Regions from separate parts of the Rattus norvegicus genome. Here region 1 is linked to region 2. Evidence: chromatin contacts called from public Hi-C data. All regions are on one chromosome and are shown on one strand. Each heading gives the region's core, a stretch centred on a gene start, on an enhancer-like site or on the middle of the called end of the contact. The rest is flanking DNA. Distances are from core to core; before and after follow the strand shown.

What was found. Hi-C and Micro-C count contacts between places; a contact is called where the count stands out from the background.
Region 1: a contact with region 2 is called in a Hi-C map of the A7r5 cell line, with 1.7 times the contacts expected there. The contact joins the enhancer-like site here to the promoter of Pard3b in region 2. A contact is called at or near these places in 4 of 12 Hi-C or Micro-C datasets (the A7r5 cell line, Schwann cells, liver and 1 more).

The regions. Positions count from the first base shown.
Region 1 is chr9:70,684,096-70,688,891 of GRCr8, reverse strand. All of the region lies in intron 2 of Pard3b (par-3 family cell polarity regulator beta), which reads right to left. Among named protein-coding and RNA genes, the nearest start is that of Pard3b, 150 kb to the right of the region's middle. Within about 2 kb of position 2,156, at least 5 of the 93 cell types and tissues checked have an H3K27ac peak or open chromatin away from gene starts, as enhancers often do. A contact at or near this core is called in the A7r5 cell line, where this site is marked.
Region 2 is chr9:70,529,475-70,533,762 of GRCr8, reverse strand. Pard3b (par-3 family cell polarity regulator beta) reads right to left here and starts at 1,268. Exons shown (of 23, transcript NM_001191808.2): 1 at 735-1,268. The coding sequence starts at 854.

The sequences.
Region 1 (4,796 bases), core at 907-3,406, 150 kb before region 2:
TCTGTAAGGCAAAGGACACTGTCATTTTAACAAAACGGCAACGAACAGATTGGAAAAATATCTTTACTAATCCTACATCTGATGATGGCTAATATACAACATATACAAGAACTCAAGTAGTTAGACTCCAGAGAGCCAAAGAACCCTATTTAAAAATGGGGTACAGAGCTAAACAAAGAATTCTCAGCTGAGGATTATGGAATGGCTGAGAAGTACCTAAAGAAATGTTCAACATCCTTAGTCAACAGGGAAATGCAAATCAAAACAACCCTGAGATTTCACTTCACACCATTCAGAATGGCTAAGATCAAAAACTCAAATGACAACAGATGCTGGTAAGGATGTGGAGAAAGAAGAACACTCCTCCATTTTTGTGGGATTACAGACTGGTACAACCACTCTGGAAATCAGTCTGGAGGTTCCTCAGAAAATTGGAGATTGAACTACCTGAGGACCCAGCTATACCACTGCTGGCATATACCCAAAAGACACTACAACATACAACAAAAACACATGCTCCACTATGTTCATAACAGCCCTATCTGTAATAGCCAGAAGCCAGAAAGAACCCAGAGTAATAGATACAGAAAATGTGGTACATCTATACCATCGAGTACTACTCAGCTATCAAAAACAATAACTTCTTGAAACTCATAGGCAAATGGATGGAAGCAGAAAATATCATCCTGAGTGACATAACCCAATCACACACACACACACACACACACACACACACACACACACACACACACACACACACACACAAAAGAAAAAACAAAAACAAAAACAAAAAAAAACACGCATTCACTGGTAAGTAAATATTTGCCCAAAAGTTTGAATTACCAAAGATACAATCCACAGACCACATGAAGCTCAAGAAGAAGGATGACCAAAGTGTGGATGCTTCAGTCCTTCTTTAAAAGGGGAACAAAAATATTCATAGGAGGAGATATGGAAACAAAGTTTGGAGCAGAGATGGAAGGCCATTCAAAGCCTGCCCCACCTGGGGATCGAGTGCATACATATATATATATACATATATACAGCCAACAAAACTAGACAATATTGATGAAGCCAAGAAGTGCATGCTGACAGGAGCCTAATATAGCTGACTCCTGAGAGGCTCAGCCAGAGCATGATAAATACAGAGGCAAATGCCAGCAACAAACCACTGAACTGAGAACAGGATTCCCATTGCAGGAATTAGAGAAAGGATTGGAGGAGCTAAAGGGGCTTGCAACCCCATAAGAACAACAATACTAAACAACCAGAGCTCCCTAGGGACTAAACCACTATCCAAAGAATACAGTTGCATATGTAACAGAGAATGGCCTTGTTGGGCACCAAGGGGAGGAGAAACCCCTGGTCCTGCCAAGGCTGGATCCCCCAGAGTAGGGGAATGTCACAGTGGAGAGGTGGTTTGGGAGGGGGAACAACCTTATAGAAGAAGAGGGAGGGGTGATGGATGGGGGCTTATGTCCGGGAAACCGGGAAAGGGAATAACATTTGAAATGTAAATAAAAAATATCCAATTAAAAAAAAACAAAACAAAACCCTAGACACAAACCATCAAGATGGCTTAACAGGCAAAGACTGCTGATCACCAAACCTGCTGGATGAGTTCAGTCCTCAGGACCTACATGGTAGAGAGAGAGAGAAACTCCCTCCCACAAGATGTCTTCTGACCTCCACAGGCATGATGTTGTGCACACAGACAAACATATACCCTAAACAAACCAACAAACAAATAGTATAAACAATGACAAAATTATGTTAATTCAAAAATTGTATTAATTTAATTATGTATATACTTACTTCATTATGCACGTAAATTTATATGCCCATCTTTGGATAATGATAACTTTTCCTGGGCTTCATTAGATGAGCTGAGTAGTCATTCAAGTATTGTTTTATATTTAAAGCATTTTGACATTTAATAAGTAATAATTTTAGAATACTTTTAAAGTGAAAAAAAAGAAAGAAAAAAACTTAAGACAGGGACCTTGTGCTCCAGAGCCCTGGCACTTCTCAATTTCTTCTTACCAAGTTATCCAATGTCCCATGTGCAGCCCGGCCCCAGCAGGACAGCCTTGTAACTCTTTCGCCTGAGATGAATTCCAAGTCATTCAGACTGTAAACACTAGAGCCAAAACACTGGCCTCGCCCCAGCATAAATGGTCAGGAGCACGGCGCAGATGCCAGCTTCCATGTGTGCTTTCTGTTCCACCTCTAATGGACAGAGAACCAAGATACTTTAAAACAATGCCATGGCTGAGATATTAATCAACTTGATGTCATAATAAAAGATTGTGTGTCAAAAGCTCTATCCAGTATTGCATTCCTCTCCTTATATGGAGACACTAGCTAATTGTAAAGCCTTTGCAGTATTTACTTCTTATGAAGTACACTACTGTCAAAACAGTGCCCAACGTATTTCCACCGTAATAATTCTCACTGTTCAAGACTACATTTCCCTTCTTTTAAAAAGAACAACAACAGTCTAAACCTTAAATTACCCATATTTACCCTTGACAACCTTAGGCTACCAGATACCATACTTGCACACAAGAAACATTTGTCCATTTAAGAGGGAAATATTTAGTTATAAACCCCAAAACAGTGTGTTAAATTAAACTTATTAGGGAATGTGTTTGGCCAAATACTTTTTTCAATCAATCTGGATTTCATGTTTAGCTTCTGACTTCCAAACAATAGAAAAGGTTTCAGGAATACTACCTTCAAGATTTTAAAAATTCTCTTCATTTTGAATATAAATTTACAATACTAAAGTAGGATAATTGCACGGGTTTCATTTTATACACATAAAAATGTGTACACAACTCTAATGTTTAAAATTAATCTGTCTAAGTAGGGTTGTTTTGTGTGTTCTCTAAATCTGCAGATTCCTACTTCTCACTAGTCGAGTCCATCTACCAACCTTAACACTTACATGGTATTTTTACCAATTCTTCTGGTGTCTCATCCACTTGACCTCAGTCCCAAATTATACTTTGTTACTGAGAAAAAAAGAAAAGTTCTGTAGCTACTCCAAAGAACCCCAGGTTTACTTGTTATGTTGCCACTTTGGAAAAAGAGCAATAACGGTTTTGATGTTACAGTAAGAAGGGATAACATATTTTACACTACTTGGATATGAGATACATTGACTATGTCACACACGCAAGCACAAATGTTCTCAGTGTCTAAAGAATTGGTCTTCCTGTTTCCATGGAGGAGAGAAAAATTTCTATAAGCCCCCATCCAGAGCCAATTGTTTCCTGCATGTTTCTGAGTTGCCCTTGCTACACCAGTGGTATCGTGATATCTCCTCCCCGACCTTTCATCATGACTCCATAGCTAAGTAGTAAAAGGAGGAGGCATCAAGTCAAGGCTCCTCTTTTCTAAGATGATCCTGAATCAATCAATCAAACAAACAATCAATCAATCAGTCAGTCAAAGATTTCATCTCCAAGGGAACACTGGAATAACAGAGCTGTCCCCATCCCAAATGGAGGGAGAGAGACTGTGATACTGTCACCTTTCCCTCTGGGTCCTGGTAAACTTCTAAGAGAGTTTACTTTTGCTTTTTTATTTTTATTTTTTAAAGAAAAAATTGTTTGCTTCCAATAGTCTCTAGTTTCTTCATGGAAATAAGATTGAATCTAGTTAAAGAGAAATATCAACAGTTTGAGGTTAGTCACAAATATTTCACCTATGTTAAAAAAGAAGTTCCAAAGTCCAGGGAACAGACACCATAGGTATAGATGGGTGACAAGGTAGTTTTAGTTTTGTTTTGATAAAAATCTATACTGGTTTCTGTAATGACTGCACTAATAAGCAACCAGCAGTGAGCAGGTTTGTCTTTTCCTCATATGGACAAACTATGCTACCCCTGGACACATACCCAAAGGGCTTCATACCCTGCCACAGACATACCTGCACAGGCTGCTGCTCTATTCACAATAGCAAGAAAAGAAAACTAGTCTAGATGCCTATCAACTGCTGAATGAATAATGATTACATGCTATGTACACACAATGAAGTTTACTCAGCTATAAAGAAAAATGAAATTTTCAGTAAAATGGATAGATCTTTAAAATATACTTAGTAAGGCAACTTGAAATGGGAAAGACAAAAAACACCTGCTCCTTTCATAAGCAAAACCTAGCATGCAAATATATATGCATGTATGTGTACACATATACACACAGAGAAATGTTAAGTCCTCCCTCGGGGTCAGAAATAAATATCATTCTTTTGACTAGGAGAAAATATGCCTTTAATGCCTCAATGGGACCTTAATCAAGGCTTCTGTAGTATTTCCCCTCAAGAGTGGAGCCCTTAAAACACTTAGGAGAAGGACTAGAAGTGGAAAAACAGCACAACACATTTCTACTATGAAAATCTTGAAATGCAGTTTCAAAGCTGGTCCCAGAAGAAACTGGGCCCTAGGCAGTGGTTCCCATCCTTCCTAATGCTACAACCCTTTAATACACTTCTTCATGCTGTGCTGACTCCCAACCATAGATTATTTTGTTGCTACTTCATATATATTTTCTGATGGTTTTAGGTAATCCCTCTGAAAGGATACTCTAATCCCCTATAGGGGCCACTACCCACATATTGAGAACCACTGGTCTAAAAGGAATTTGAACCACACCTGTAAGATGAGACACCAAAGTGCTCTCTTGGTAGCTTTGGCTAGAGAACCAAAGACATATCTGAGACATCTGCTTTGAGGTTCTGCACTAAAGATGTCTCCCTCCTTTGTTCATCAACAACAGTACACACTTTGA
Region 2 (4,288 bases), core at 19-2,518:
GCTAGCTTTTGACTTTTACCTATGTCTAACTTGAGCAAAACAGTGGGTCATCCTCATTTTGGGAGTAACCCAGAACCCAATTCAACTATTCTCATTGGCTATGACTCACAGAAACTGTGGCATGCAACTGAAAACACCCCAGGGCACTAGCTCTTATAAGAGTAGCATCCCCACAGGACCTCCTCCTGCCCAGGTCACTGGGAGACCTCCCATCAAGCTAAGAACTCTAAAAGCGCCAATAGCTATAACTTTGGAGGTGTTTCTTGAGCCAATCAATGCTCTAACTCCAAGGAGCCTCCTTAGGGCGGGACTTAGAGGGTCAGAAATCACACTTCAGGTGAGCAGTACGGGTAACATCACAGTGTCCTCTCAAGTAGGTTCTGGAGCCCTGCTACTCAAACACCTGGGGCTACCTTACAGAACAGACTGGGTGTGTGAACTTCGGAGTAGGCCTCAGAGGGCGGAGGTGTAAGGACCCCTCAAGTGAGCGGGATGCCGCCATTTCTTCTCATGACTCTCAATGGCAAGACAGGGCTACTTGGGTCCCTGAAATTAGCAGCCTGCAAAACTTGTGGCTGCAGGCAGCGCTCAGCAGCCGCTGGGAGTGATCTGAACCCCATAAAAAAAGCGCCACCTGGTCCAGGGCGCCCGGCAGGTGCGTGGCCTAGGACACTTATAAAGTGAGCCCCCCCGGGCAGTCGCGCCCTATGCTCGCCCCCTGCAGCGTCCCTTACCTGGTCCCGGGTCTTCAGGTACCGCTGCAGCGCCTGCTGGGTGAGCTCGCTGACGCGCAGCTGGCCGTCCTTGCAGGGCACCACGATGCCGGTCCTCCCGAAGCACACTGTCACTTTCATCCTGGCCCCCGGCTCCCGCGCGGGGCCGGGCCGAACAGGTGCCTGCCCCCCGGGCGCAGCCCCTCAGTCCGGGGACCTGAGGCGGATACGACGCTGTCTGGCGCGTGCCTCCGGGGCCCGGACCCACGGCTGCTCCCCTGCAGCCCCACGGGAGGCCGAGGGCGGGAACACGGGCGCGGAGACGCGGGGACGCGGAGGGTCGGCCGGGTGCAGTCAGAGGCTCCACGCGCCAAAGTGAAACTGCGGGCGCGGCCCGGCCCGGCCCGGCCCTGCCTCTGGCGGTGGCCCTGGCGACTGTGGCAGGGCCGGCCCCAGGCCCCGGGCTGGAGTGGGCGGCGGCGGCGGCGCGCGGGGCCGGAGTTGGGAGGAAACTTTTGCGCCGGCTCCCAACTCCTCCGACGCGCGCGGCGCTCTGGGCTCCCTCGGTCCGCGGGCCAGCCTGGGCCCGGCTCTTAAAGGGGCCGCGGCGCTCGCTGGCCACAGAAAGCTCCAAGGTGTTGCCCCGGGCCACCGGGGTTGCCTCGTGTAACTAGACCTTGGGTAGCCTGTAACCAGCACTTGGTTCTGTCTCTCCTTCACACCTACAGGGAGCTCCGGGAATTGTAACGGGATCTGGGAGCTACCACAGGGGAATTGAAACCGGATCTCATAAAGCACACTTGGAATAGATCGGAAACTGGCTGAGCAACTCCCTTAAAATGAGAGCTGGAGCAAGGTTCAAGGGAAGCTCCAGAGCAGGTGCTTTTTGCCACACCTTCTAAAATATCCTTAGTACTGAGGAATTGAAAGGTGGGACTGACCAAGGGCAGAACTTTTGCAGCTCCCTCTGGAGCCACAAGAGAACTAGCTTAGCTGAGGGAGCTTAAAGACCACTGTGCAGGTGCCAAGTGTTCCAGCAAAGATCACACCCAAAGTCCAAATATAATTGGGTGTAAAAGTTTACACTTTTCCTTTTGAAGGGGGACTCCCCTTTGTGTATCTGACGAAGAAAAGAACACCCTTGAGTCATGATTTCGCAGGTTCATATGCTTGAACAATTGAACACAAGGTACGGGGAGAAGTTCTGGCCAACAAGTACCATCTGTATCCTTAATTCCTAAGTAAACAGCTCCTTTGAGCTGGAAGATACTTTTCCCCCTACCTTGGGCAGAAAGAATGGCGCTTGGCCTGCTGGGTGTGGTTCAGTTTAGAATTTTCCCCTACAGGCATGGATTTGATCTTCAGCGCTTAAAGATTCAAAATTCAAACAGACTGGTCATGGAGCTCGTTGTGGTGCAGAGAGCACAGGTCCTCCTGTTTACGTCTCTAGTGGCTCCGGGCAGTTTTATAGCAATTTAGTGTAGCCAATAAGATCCACTTCCTCCCAGAGTTTCTCCTATGTCAACTTAAATTGAACTTGAGTTGCTTGAGATGGTTTGGTCTTAAATTATGGATTTGGAAGTTCTGATCGATTTAAAGCTCATTTATACATTTACTATACATTGATTATGTTCCTGGCAAGCACCTTATTCAATGTCAGTGGCCCTAAAGAGGGCCGCGTAAACTGAGTCAACTTGGAGAAAATACGCAGTAGAAAGTCCAGTTTGGACGCAAATCTAACTGATTTGGTAAGCCAAAGACAGAACCATTTTTGTCATAAAACCAAACAAAGAATTCACTGAGCAACCCTCTGAGGCAATATTGGAGGCAGGATCACAAATTGTATCTTCAAGAACTACTATCTCCAACTATCAACGACACTGCTAATGGTGTCTTTATTGGCTGTGAAGTGGGCTCACAGGTGTTTCTCTGCTGTGTCTTCCACAAGAAACAGTCAAAACCCAGCACATGCAAATGCCAGGTATTAATGAGTGAGCCTCACAGTATACTGAGAAGATTCTCAGCTGAGATACAAGCACATGCTGCTTCCTCCACACTCCCCTGTCCTTTGGTGTGTTCCCAAACTGATCTTCCACTCCACATGACCAGAGTTTGTTCTCTTCACATTCTTCGCAGCCTACTATAAGTTCTCCCCTGGTACCCAGAGCCTTCAACTTCCTGGCTTTGAGATTCCCCAAGTCAGCTATGAAGAACACACAGGCTTACCCTGCCCCACTCACAGTTCAGAAGCAGGTCTAATGGAATGCAGCAGAGTCCATGCCTGGGTTAGATAAAGGAAGCCTGCAGCTACACTTGGATTCGAGCAGTGCATCCTGTACACTGTCATGACCCCACACCAGTAACTGGGAATAGTGCTTAGTGATTATATTTCATGTTTATTAAATAACCATGTTTAATTTGCTTTTCAGCCTCATAACAGCACACATAGAAACAATTCATCATGCATTAAGAAGAGTAACACAGTCACCCATGCTCTTCAAACACCTAAATCAATATGTCATGCCCTGTGGTGCCTCCTACACAGAAGATAATAAATAATTTTCCTTCATTGAGTAATGATAGAGGAGTCTAGACCTGGGTTCCATTTGCTTGTTTTTGCCTGCTGGATAGATTAACATTCCCTGTACTGTGAGATTTCTCATTTGTTTCCCAATAGTTCAGTAGGCAATCACACTGACCACTATTGTTGAAATGCCTGGCCTCTGAGAGGTATAAAAATGTCAGGTACCATGAGGCGTACTGTGGAGTTGGGGAGCAGTGGAGCTATAGGGTACTGGCCCAGAGCAAGAGTGGGGTTGAAGCATGTCCAAACCCCAGAAATCTCATTCTGAGATTGGCAGGAGGAGGATCACTCCCTCCCTGCCCCAGGCCTGTACAATCCGGCACTGGTACCCCAGTGCGCCTACCATTACCCCCAGAGGAAGTCACATAGCCTAATAGTCAGGTTACCCTTCCTTTCCCATTATGTGATCATGTCAGGTAGCACCTGGAATTCCTCCTTATGCAAATGAGGCATCCCCAGCACCCTGGGCCCAGCCAATAACGCACACTCACCTCCAAAGCCCCCACTCAGCCCTCAAAGGTGTAAGTACCTTTATTACACATCCCCATTAAACGAGCTATCTCAATGAAGCAGTCTCCCAAGAGTCTGTTCTCAGCAGGATCATCTCTGCCTGAAGTCTCTTCTGCCCTGGGCTATTCCTGCACCACTTCCCTCCTGCACCCCCCCTCAGGATCTACCAATTTAGGGGCCTAGAGGGGTGAGGAGGTGGAGCCAGAGCAGCAGTGTACATTGACTAAACAATAGTAATTGTTAATCTATAGTTGACCAGTAATCCATCTCAATTTTTTATTCTATTAGGACAAAAAAAAATACTTTTTGGCTTTCAAGGAATCAGTTCTAACAGTCAGTATTTATCATAGAAAATTCGTTGAATTGGAGATAACCTTACTTTTGAGATCCAGGAGGAATTGTTATAGTCAATTGGAATGGTCATCGTGTCACATAGATCCTCTGTCTTGGCTGTGATGGGTAATGCTGTTTCTTAGGCTAC